Regions from separate parts of the Mus musculus genome. Here region 2 is linked to region 1. Evidence: chromatin contacts called from public HiChIP or PLAC-seq data. All regions are on one chromosome and are shown on one strand. Each heading gives the region's core, a stretch centred on a gene start, on an enhancer-like site or on the middle of the called end of the contact. The rest is flanking DNA. Distances are from core to core; before and after follow the strand shown.

What was found. HiChIP or PLAC-seq counts read pairs in DNA pulled down with a chosen protein or histone mark.
Region 2: a FOXA1 HiChIP or PLAC-seq map of pancreatic cancer cells shows a contact between it and region 1. The contact joins two enhancer-like sites. A contact is called at or near these places in 1 of 115 datasets of contacts at active chromatin or transcription factors (pancreatic cancer cells) and 1 of 9 other capture datasets (embryonic stem cells).

The regions. Positions count from the first base shown.
Region 1 is chr13:96,038,356-96,044,124 of GRCm38.p6, reverse strand. All of the region lies in intron 3 of Sv2c (synaptic vesicle glycoprotein 2c), which reads left to right. Among named protein-coding and RNA genes, the nearest start is that of Sv2c, 91 kb to the left of the region's middle. Within about 2 kb of position 4,399, at least 2 of the 459 cell types and tissues checked have an H3K27ac peak or open chromatin away from gene starts, as enhancers often do. A contact at or near this core is called in pancreatic cancer cells, where this site is marked.
Region 2 is chr13:96,517,549-96,523,773 of GRCm38.p6, reverse strand. It overlaps Polk (polymerase (DNA directed), kappa), which reads left to right. Exons shown (of 15, transcript NM_012048.3): 2 at 4,587-4,745. The coding sequence starts at 4,614. Among named protein-coding and RNA genes, the nearest start is that of Polk, 22 kb to the left of the region's middle. Within about 2 kb of position 1,728, at least 4 of the 459 cell types and tissues checked have an H3K27ac peak or open chromatin away from gene starts, as enhancers often do. A contact at or near this core is called in pancreatic cancer cells, where this site is marked.

The DNA.
Region 1 (5,769 bases), core at 3,150-5,649:
TCTGCAATAATTTGAAAGAGAATGTCCCCCATAAGTCTCATATATTTGAATGCTTGGTCCCTAGTTGGTGGAACTGTTTGGGGAGGATTAGGAGGTGGGCCTTGTGTGTCACTAAGGCCTTGCTGTTTTGGAGAATTTAGTCAGTGATTGATTGACTCTGTTACTTTGGGGCCTGTGGCAAAGCAGTACATAAAAAAGAAGGTAGCCTGTGGTAGAGTAAACTGCTCACCTCATGCAAGCTGGGAAGTAAAAAAGAGAGATCTTGGAGGAGAACCTAGAACTACTTTACTAAGAAGCACAGTCCCTAACTAATAAATATTTGTCTTTATGCCCACAGAGAAGTATAGTCCTCCCACTCATCAAGGAAGTTTTCCTTTTGACATATGAAGACTGCTACAGAAAGCCATAACCAATCAAAATACAGAGTTGTGGAGCCCAGTCCTAACTGACACATCTAAGGCCCCCACACCAGGAACAGGGAACATTACAGAGAGGGGACAGGGGATTGTAAGAGCCAGAGGATCAGGGCGTTTGCCATGAGGTTATCTCCTGGTAATGTCAGAAGCTGCATCCATAAAGTCTCACCAACATGGCTGCCTAAACACAAGCTGAGCAAGGGCAACAATGGGCATCCCAGAATGGATGGGGATGAAACATGAGGCCTCAACCCTATACAAGGAACTAGAGGCAACTAAGGAAAGCTGAGAGTGGGCATCTTTACCAGTGGAAAGCACACCAATTGGCTGTCCAACAACAAACAGTCAGCCCTGAAAGCATACGTACAAATGACAATATTCAGATTAAGCAGGAGAGAGAGAGAGAGAGAAAGAGAGAGAGAGAGAGAGAGAGAGAGAGAGAGAGAGAGAGAGAGAGAGAGAAACAATTAGTGAAAAAAGAGGCCATGAATTTGAAAGAAGCCAAGGAGGGTTTAATGGGAAGACCTGGACAGAGGAAAGGGAGGGGGAGAATTCTGTAATTATACTGTAATATCAAAACCAGAAGAAATATTTTGAAGAGACTGGAAGATGATGGTTCAAATACTCCCTTCCATAGCACATCCCCAGTGGCCATGACACCTCCCACTCGATGCCACCTCATAGAAGTTAGCACCTGTCAACGTTGAGTAGGCTGGGGACAAAGCCTGGGATGCTTGGGTCTTTGGAGAAAATTTATCAAGCCAAAGCAGCCTGTACAATTCCATATGACATGGTCCAGGAACCCATTTGTACCCTCCCTTTTGGACTGGAGCATTGTGGGAGTTAAGACAGTCAGGCTTTCCTGCTTCTAAAAAATCTGTGCAGATAATAATCCTTGGCATCTTCCGTCACCTACTACACACTAACCTGCTTCACATTTCCCAAAAAAGGGGGGTTCCTGCCAGCAAGACTGGTGTGCTCTTTGTCTTGCACAATATCCCACCCCATCTTGTCTTAGATTTCAATACCTGTATTGAATCATATATACACCTAAGAAAGTGTGTGTACTGGATGGAAGTCCCAACTTATTCTAGGAATGCAATTCAGTATATAACTTCTTACTTTTATAGTTTTATAAATATTGTTGTAAAAACCTGAAGTTAATGTTACTTATTAATTATTTAAAATTGTATTGTTTCAACTCTGAAGTGCCAATTATCAATATTCAAGTTCATTTGTGCAAATTTATATAAATTTATAACTGGATAATTTTCTTCCTGTATAATGTGGATTCTAATGGTTATTACTTCTGTGGCTCGTATTACCAAGGGTAACTAAGATTTGACATTTTTAGAAGCTCATAGGATAGACTTAATGTCTGTGCTGAGGAAGTTCCTTTGAGCCACTCTACTCTGATTGCTTCGTTTATGTAAACATTCCATCACAGATTACCTTGAAAGTAAGGATCCTGGGCAGCTTTTAATAACTATCGTGACATAATGAACAATAAGCTTTCCATGCTAAGGGAATTAATTTATGGAGGTCTCACCCATCAAGTAGTATAAAAGATAATTATCTAATCCTCACGTTATGGATTTTTAAAATATAAAACCAATTATATTTTCATATTATATCTCCATTCACTGTAATTGTTTCGTATCCTCAACACTGTTGATAATTGGAGGTGGGTAATTCTTTTTTCCTGGGGACCTGTACTACTCATGGAGAGATCTCTAGCACCCTCCCTGGCCTCTACCCTCTTGATACCAGAAGCACCTCCTCAGTTAGTTAGGGAAACTAACAATGCCTCTGGATAGTTCTAGACATCTAAAGATAACCCCAGTCATGGTTAAAGGAGACAACCAAAACCAAACCAAACCAAACCAAACAAACAAACACTTTTAAGAGCTACTGATACATGCACTGTGAGAACTCCCACCAAAATATTTATCTCTGGTGTGTTCTCAGAAATTATATCATAATGTGGCAGGCACCATCAACAAGAACTAGTAGTTAGGCATGTTGTCCCCTTGTGGTTTTCCTTTTGACTAGCATATGGGTTTCATTGCATTCCCATACATGCATAGCATCGTGCTTTGCTCCTGTTTGCCTTCTCAGCCTCTCTTGTCCGCCCCACCCCCTGTAGTCCTCCCTCTCCCCCGATGTGTCTTCCTTCTGCTTTGGGGCTATATGTACTGTTTTGATAATCTATTTCTGTGTATGAGAGAAAACTTGTTTGTCTTTCTCAGTCTTTTTATTTTGACAGTAGGAAGATCCCATGAAATCTACAAATTACATAAGTTCATTCTTCCTCATGTCCAAATGCAGCTGGGCTGTGTATATTCACAACACTTTCTTTATCCACTCACCAATAGAACACTTCCCTAATAAAAGAAGAACACCCAACCCAAAATATTAATAGTTGGTAGACAGTTGTTCTATACCTGGACTGTTGTGAACAGTGTCGCAGTGAACTTGGGTATGCAGGTGCCACTGTAGTATGCTGATTTAGACTCCTTTTATATAAACCAAGAAGTATTATAGTAGGATTGTATATGGCAATTCCTATTTCATATTTTTAGGAACTCCAGAATAGTGGTTTATATACTGATTGAGCAACTTTCGTAAGCTTTGACTTTTCAAAAGCTACTTTTAACATGTTAAATGCTTTAACCTCACACTAGCCTACAACCCGCCAGAGGTAGTGGGAAGGAAAGGTTAATAAAGCAAATGCAGATGTGGATCTGTTTAGAAATATTTCTTTGGAGCAAATCCAATCTGCGTTGTTAGGATATCAACAGTTCAGTTCACAGGCAGCAGCAGCTCGATTCTCTCACAAACACCATTCACCAATCAGCAACAGCTGGTTGATCCAGAAGAAACTGCAAGGCTCTGCCAATTGACCCAGATTTGAGGATGTGGCAAGAAGCCACCAGTGGCCTGAATCTGTAGAAGCAGCAAAAAGTCACCACAACACCATCCGAAGTTTTTGGTGTGTTTCTCTCCATTAAGTCATGACAAATGATGACAAACAAACAAAGAATGCAAAGGCGTACTAATACCATACAACATCGGCAAAGCCCAGTGGTGACCAACAAAGAATAGCAAGGCAAACCAACACCATTCAGTGTCATCCACTGTCCGTTGGGCTTTATTTATATCCTTCCCAAACATCACGTGCTCTCTCAAGCCTCTGCTCTAACAAAACATCACATGCCCCTTTTCTAGGCTGCCTCCAGAAAAATACCACATGTCTGTTCTCAGCAAAACATCCTCCTACGTGTCTGCTCCTATGTGTCTACATGTATCCTCCCACAAGACAGTTTCCAGAAAAACAAACACATGACACAACTGAGTCGCCAAAGAAACCAGAAATCTCGACTACCAACTTATAATCACCAGCTGTGTTTAAAGGCTCCATTTCCACCTTCTCTTAGTCCATATTTTTAAAATTTTCTGTTTGTCTGCCTTTCTGTCTCCCTGTCTTTTTTCTCTCTTTCTTTCTTTCTTTCTTTCTTTCTTTCTTTCTTCCTTTCTTTCTTTCTTTCTTTCTTTCTTTCTTTCTTTCTTTCTTTCTTTCTTCCTTTCCTTCTGGTAAATTCTGACTTGACCCTCACTGAAAATGTTAATATAAAACAGCAACGGAAAACCTTTTTAAATTTATAAGCAATGGAGGCTGGGCTGTGGGGCAGCTTCATCTTGGTATCACTATTTTTTTTTGTAGGAACTAAATTGTATTTACAAGACATAAAAGTACCTGCCTTCCCCTCTTATCAAGAAATTTTTATTGATGATAATTATTGAAGCTACAACATTTTTATGAAAGGCACACAGGTGTTTTAAGAGCTCCTGGGGTATCCGTCAGGGTTGCCCAGTGCTTTCTGATCAGCTCCAAGTGAGATAAGGCACAGTGACTACAGTACAAGGTAACTCAGGAATGCTGGGAAGTATGCTGACTCATACCATGATTCAGTACTGGCATCTTGACATCCCCTGCTTTTGCATGGTCATATTGATTTAGGAAGTGGTGTGTGCCCTTGTTTTTCAGGACCTTTAAGTCATCAAAACAGCATAGTCCAGGAGAGTGTGCTGGTGTGTTATTTCACCATGAAAAAGTCTGAAAGGCTTAGGAGAAAATATGTGGTGCACACCCCCTGGGCCAGGTGATGGGTGCACAAGATGCACACCAGGCAGTGTGCACCTTCTCTTTGCATAGAGGGTGAAACACCACAGACAGGCAACATTTCAGCACAATAAGGATGGGTTTCCTCTGAATAAATCAACCTACAGAAGATGGTAATGTTAGATGGCCGGCCACAATATGAGTGAGTGTTTGGATTGCTTTATAGATCTTGAAGAATAGAGACAGTTTGAAAGGATTTGCTAGCACTCCACACTACCTCCTCAGAGTCATTTATTTTTTATTTTTATGTTTTGTTTTTTCAAGACAGGGTTTCTCTGTGTAGTCCTGGCTGTCCTGGAACTCACTCTGTAGACCAGGCTGGCCTCAAACTCAGAAATCCGCCTGCCTCTGCCTCCCAAGTGCTGGAATTAAAGACATGCACCACCACGCCTGGCTAGATTCATTTATTTTTAATTAGAGTTCTTTGCAGCGTGGTGTACAGATGAGAGCTATCCATGCAAAAAGGACCACCTTAGAAAAAGACAATGAAGCAAAATCAGCTCGATTACTGAATACTTCGAGCATTTTTTTCTCCCTTTACTTCTCACTTATTGCAAACTTAACAGGCAGTCTTAAATTTTTAGCCATGTCAGAATACATTTATCTCAGTTCCAAGGTGCCCGACATGCCTTGGCATGTAATTTTGCTTTCATGAAGTATGAGTTAAAGCTGTTCCCTTCAGAGTGTCTAGTATCCTGATAAAACACTAATTAAGATATGGAGAGTCTATCAAAACTAGGGATTCTTTTATGCCCTGAAAATCGATGCCAGGGCTAGAGACATGACCCAGTGGGTAAAGGTATTTGCTATGCATGCAATCATGGGGATCTGAATGTGAATCCCCCCTCAAGCCGTGTGAAAGCTGACTGCATGGTGTGAGCATGGAGAGAGGTGGGAGGTGGAGACAAGAGAAGCCCTGGAAGTTTGCAGGAGAGCCAAGCTGTCATGTTTACGGGGGACCAAGCAACCTGAAGAGAGTCTGTCTCTTACTAGGTAGGAAGCAAGGACCAACACCTGGATCTGTCTTCAGACCTCCAAATGTGCTCTCTCTCTCTCTCTCTCTCTCTCACACACACACACACACACACACACACAGACACACACACATATATATACACACGGGGTGATGCTGTAGAAGAGGGAGATTATGTCACAGAAAATATAGATTCT
Region 2 (6,225 bases), core at 479-2,978, 480 kb before region 1:
CATTCCCCGATTCTTTTTATGGAGCCACAATTACCCCAATACCTAAGGATACAAAGACCAACAAAATGAATTACAAACCAATATCCTTTATAAACACAGGTGCAAAAAAAAAAATCAATAAAATACTTGCAAACCAAATTTAAGAACATATCAAAATTATTGCCCAGTTGTCTGATCAACTTGGCTTTAACCCAGAGAGCCAGAGATGGTTGAAGATACATAAATCAATATATGTAATATATCACATAAACAGACCAAAAGATAAAAACCACATGATCATCACATTAGATGCAGGAAGGCCTTTGACAAAAATCCATCATGCCTTTATGTTAAAAGTCCTGGAGAAACTAAGGATACAAAGGACACAGCAACACAGCAAGCTATGTTACAGCAATTCCAGAGAGAAACTTCAAGCATTTGTGCTGAAATGAGGACCAAGAGAAGACTGCCCACTCTCTCCACACATATTCAATACAGTACTTGAAGTCTTAGCTAGAGAGCCAACTGAAAGAGACCAGGGAAATACAAATAGAAAAGAAAAAGTCTGTGGTTTTTTATTTGCAGATAATGTGATTCTATACATAAAAGGCATTAAAAAGTCCATCGAGAAATTTCTACTGCTGATAAACACTCAGTAGCAGTATACAAAACACACAAAAGTCAGTAGCTTTCCCATATACAACTGTCAAACTGAGAAAACAGGGAAATAATACCATTCACAATAGCCTCTAAAAATATTTGGGGTAACTCTAATCATGCAAGTGAAAGACTTATATAATAAAAACTTTAAGACATTGAAGAAATAACTTATATACCAGAAGCTGGATAGATTTTTCATGGTCATAGATTGATGGGATTAATGTAATGAAAATGACCATCCTACCAAAAGCAATCTACAGACTCAACACAATTCCATCAATATTCCAACACTTTTCTTCACCACATTGAAAAAACAATTTTCAGATTCATATGGAAACTCAAAAAGTGCAAGATAACTAAAATAATATAACAATTCTGGTTAATAAAATAACTATTAGAAGTAATCACCATCTCCAATCTCAAGTAGGACTACAGAGCTATGTTAATAATAACATCATGGATTGGCATAAAAACAGACATGTTGATTAATGGAATTGAACTGAAGGCTTCAGACTAAAGTCCACACACTTACGGATACTTGATTTTTTTTTTTTAACAAGCCAGAAGTACACACTGAAAAAAAAAAGACAGCATCTTCAGCAAATGGTGCTGTTAAACCAAATGGCTGCATGTAGAAGAATGTGAATAGATCCATATTTATCACCCTGCACAAAATAGTTCCAAATGGGTCAAAGGTCTCAATATAAGGCCCTGATTCTGGTACGAGAGATGGGAAATAGTGTTGAACTCATGACACAGGAAAACTTAACAAGACACTAATAGCACAGGCACTAAAACCAACAATAAATGGAACCTCATAAGACCGAAGAGCTTCTGTATGGCCAAGGACACCATCCATTAGGCAAAGCAGCAAGCTACACATTATGAAAGGTCTATACCAATTACATATCTGAGTGTGTGTGTGTGTCCCAAGTTGATTGTAGAGTACAGAACTAAACAGTTCTCAAAAGATGAAACACAATTGGTTGAGAAGCACTTTAAAAAAACGTTCAACACCCTTAGTCATCAGGGAAATGCAAATCAAAACTACTTTCTGACTCGCACCAGTCCCATTGGCCAAAATCAATAAAACAAATAACAGCTCATACTTGTGAGGATGTGGGGTTGGGGAACTCTTCTTGCTGATGACACACAAACTTGTACAGCCACCGTGAGGATCAATGTGGTGGTTCCTTGGGAATCTGAAAATCATTCCACTTCAAGATCCAGCTAGATCACTCTTGGGCATATATCCAAAGGATCTCTACGTCCAACCCAGAGATACTTACTTGTTCATGGATTTTCTACTCATAATCACCAGAAATTTATGACAGCTAAGCTGTCCATTAATTGATACGCGAATAATGGAATGTACATTTACGGGATGGAATGTTCAGCTTGTTTTAAAAAGTTTTTAAATTTCAGATAAATGGATCAATCTAGAAACCGAGACCCAAAGTGACAAACACTATGTTTTTTCTTATATGTGGATCTTAGCTTTTAAGCTGTCAATGTGTGCTCTACAGTCTGTATATCCACAGAGATTAGGTACCTAGTAAGGGACTGGGGAAAAGAGAGGACCTCCCAGGGAAGAGAATTTAGGGTATATTGTTATAAAGGAACAGTGGTAAGAGGAAGCCCTCCTAGCGTGGTAGGCCTAAATGTGGAGAGGAAAGGAGAAGTGAGGGAGGATGTGGGGGGGGGGGACTGACACTAGAGCCATTTGAGGGGCCATATGGAAACCTACTACTATAGACACTTCTTAAAATATATACATATATGAAAGAAATCAAAATGAAGTCGTCAAGTAAGAGGCAATGCCACAACTAGAATCTTATGCCACCATGTAAAACCTCCCGTCCCCAGAATAGGTTACATCTATTTAAATCGTTGGCCAAAGTGACACCAAAGAAATTGCCAAATATCTCAGGCTATTTCTAAAGCTATTTGTTGTTTTCCAAAACTGTTGGTAATTCCTTACTGCTGATACAGAACTTATATAATTCCATCAAACATGGTAATGTAGAGATGGTGCCTCACTAGAGGCTTCATCCTGAATGCCTCATGTTCATGGTACTGGAAAGTACTCATTCATGCGACTGGAGGAGAGGGGGAACTATCAACCCAGCTACAAACCCTGTAATCTGTAATGGTGATCTGCCAACAAGAGCTGCTGCTGTAATAGTGGCATAAACATTTGGAAGTAACCCACCACTCTGATTGGACTTAAGTACACTCCACGAGATGGCACCTGTGTCTGACAACACTGTGGTGGCCAAGAACCCTAGACTAGATAGGCCCTGGGCCTAATGGAAAAACCAGTATTGCTGTTCAGAACAGTAATAAAAAACAACAGTGGTCTTCAGTTTGTGATCCACAGTTTGAGAACCACTGTTCTAACCATATATTATATAAGGCAGTATAATATCTCCGAATAACATTCTGCTATACCCATAGATGAGTCCCTCACTCATCCCTCATCAGAGAAACAACTTCATGCAGTAGATGGGAACTAACACAGAGAACCACAGCTGGGCAGTATGCAGGAAGTAAAAGATTCTGGAGCACTGTCTTAAATAGATGTCTTCATCAAGCCATTCCCTTAGCACACAGGGAACTGTAACAGACGAGGCAGAAAGAAGTAAGAGCTAGAGGGGATGAAAGACTCCAAGCAAACAGGGTCCTCGGAACAGGACAGATTCACATAGAAACTCAGAGAGACTGTGGCCACACACACTGCCTGCACAGGTTCAAGCCTAGATGGTCCCACTGCTGAGAAGAGGACTAGGACCCGAGTCCCCAACCCTCACCAAGAAGCAATCTGTACTTGATATCTGCTTGCAACTGAAAGTGTATTTTCCCCAATGGAGTTTCCTGGGTATATTAACCATACTTCAGGGTAGGCCCCACACCTAGCAGTCAATGTCCAACACAAAATGTACCCAAAGTTTTTGTAGACTTTCTGTCTCAAATTGCTTCGATTGGGCATTTTTTTGCCTTACTGGTCTTTTGCTTGCTTATTTTGGTTTCGTGTGTGTGTGTGTGTGTGTGTGTGTGTGTGTGTGTGTGTGTGTTTCTAAGTTTTTTGTTTGATTGGGATTTTTTTTTTTGCTGTTGTTTTAATGAGAGAATGAAAGGGTATGAATTTGGGTTGGTGAGGAGCACATTAAAAAAAAACCTTTTCTATAGAAAAAAATGAGGTATGGACTTGGGTATTTTTTTTTAACAAATGTGTAGTCATTTTCCAGCAAATTTATGTTAGCAGACTTGTTCCGAGACTCCTCTTTTTCTATCTGCAATAGTAATATCTGTCTTTTAGGGCTATTTAGCACACATATGGAGGGCAGCAAACAGCATAGCTGGCACAAAACATGCAGGAAATGTTCATCCCATGTTTCCCAAAAGATAGAAAGCTGAGGATAATAATGGCAAGGATTTGAGTAGGGTCTGGTTTTGGTTTTGGTTTTAGTTTTAGTTGAGGGGTGGGGTTGGGGAGTGGGGTGTGTTATTCAAGACAGGGTTTCTCTGTGTAACCCTGGCTCTCCTGGAAATCACTCTGTATACCAGGCCAGCCTCGAACTCACAGAGATCCATCTACCTACCTTTGCTTCCCAAGTGCTGGGATTAGCAGTGTTCACCACCACCTCTAGCTGAGGAGTAATTTTTCAAGAACTTGGAAATGGTTTTGTTTGTTCAGACAGGGTTGCATGTAGCTTGAACTAGCCTCAAACTTATTCTATAGCTGAAGATGACCTTGAACTCCTGATTCTTTCTTCTGTGCTTCCCTAGCACTAAGATTACAAGTGTTTGCCACCCCTCTCGGATGTTATGCTGGGGGTTGGACCCTGAGCCTCTTGCATGAGGCGAGCCCTCTACTTAATGGTTGTTGTCTCCAGCCCTTCTGTGCACACTTTTTAAAGCAGTGCGTATTTTGTATGCCTTTGCAGATATTAAGAAATTACCGTGTTTGCATCATGGATAACACAAAGGAAAAGGACAACTTCAAAGACGACCTCCTGCTCCGCATGGGACTAAACGATAACAAAGCAGGCATGGAAGGGTTGGATAAGGAGAAAATTAACAAAATTATCATGGAAGCCACAAAGGTGTGTTCAAGCTTCTTTCAATACCTAGGATTCAGTTTTTAGTATAAAGCCACTAAGTTTGATTTACTATCCTTTTTATTAATTAAAAATATTTTAGCCGGGCATGGTGGCACATGCCTTTAATCCCAGCACTTGGGAGGCAGAGGCAGGCGGATTTCTGAGTTCGAGGCCAGCCTGGTCTACAAAGTGAGTTCCAGGACAGCCAGAGCCATACAGAGAAACCCTGTCTCAAAAAAACCAAAAAATAAAAAAAAATAAAAATAAAAATATTTTAATACAGCATTAAGCTATGAAATGTGTAAATGCCTTTCAAATCTGTTGCTTTTGCTACCAAGCTTTCTACTTTGAATTTGTATAATATGCATATAAAAGCAAGAGAGTGCACATTTTTTCCTCTTTTTCTTTCCTCCCATGTAAAAGAATATTATAATTGGATGGGGAGTTATACTTGAATACAGGGATGTAGTTTATTGATCTAGTCAGAATTGTTACTGATTGACAAGTCACTTTTCTCTTTTGATTTTATAAACAGTAAGTACTGCAGTGAAGGGGTTTGTTTTTATGCAGGGTCTTACTGTATAGCCCTGGCTGTGCTGGCAGTCATTATGTAACCCAGACTGGCCTTAAATCCATAGAGCTCTTCCTACCTTTGCTGAGATTAAAGGCATGTGCCACCATGCCCGGCTTACATTTACTAATCTTATATGTGTCCAAGTGCAACTGTAGAAGAGATATCTAGAAGTGGAATTGCTCTATAGAATACAGATAACATGTATTCAATTTTTATGAGTTGCTAAATAAAGAGCTACTTTGTCTATTTATAGCTCTCCCTCCATTATATGAATTTATATATCACCATATCAAAGCTGCAAGACAAGACTGTGTTAGGAGTTGCCAAGTTGAGGTAACCGTTTAGCACTAACAACAAAGTCAAAAAATGGTCAAATGATATGAATAGGCATTTAAGTGAAGAAGATGTACAAACGTCTCAAACACAAAAAGATACTGTCTTAGTCAGGGTTTCTATTCCTGCACAAACATCATGACCAAGAAGCAAGTTGGGGAGGAAAGGGTTTATTCGGCTTACACTTCCATACTGCTGTTCATCACCAAAGGAAGTCAGAACTGGAACTCAAGCAGGTCAAGAAGCAGGAGCTGATGCAGAGGCCATGGAGGGATGTTCCTTACTGGCTTGCTTCCTCTGGCTTGCTCAGCCTGCTCTCTTATAGAACCAAGACTACCAGCCCAGAGATGGTCCCACCCACAAGGGGCCTTTCCCCCTTGATCACTAATTGAGAAAATGCCTTACAGCCAGATCTCATGGAGGCATTTCCTCAACTGAAGCTCCTTTCTCTGTGATAACTCCAGCTGTGTCAAGTTGACACAACAGCAGCCAGTACAGATACTCAACATCATTAATCACTAAGAGAAGGCAACTTAAAAAAATCCCTGGGAGATGCTATTCTCACTACTGTTAGCC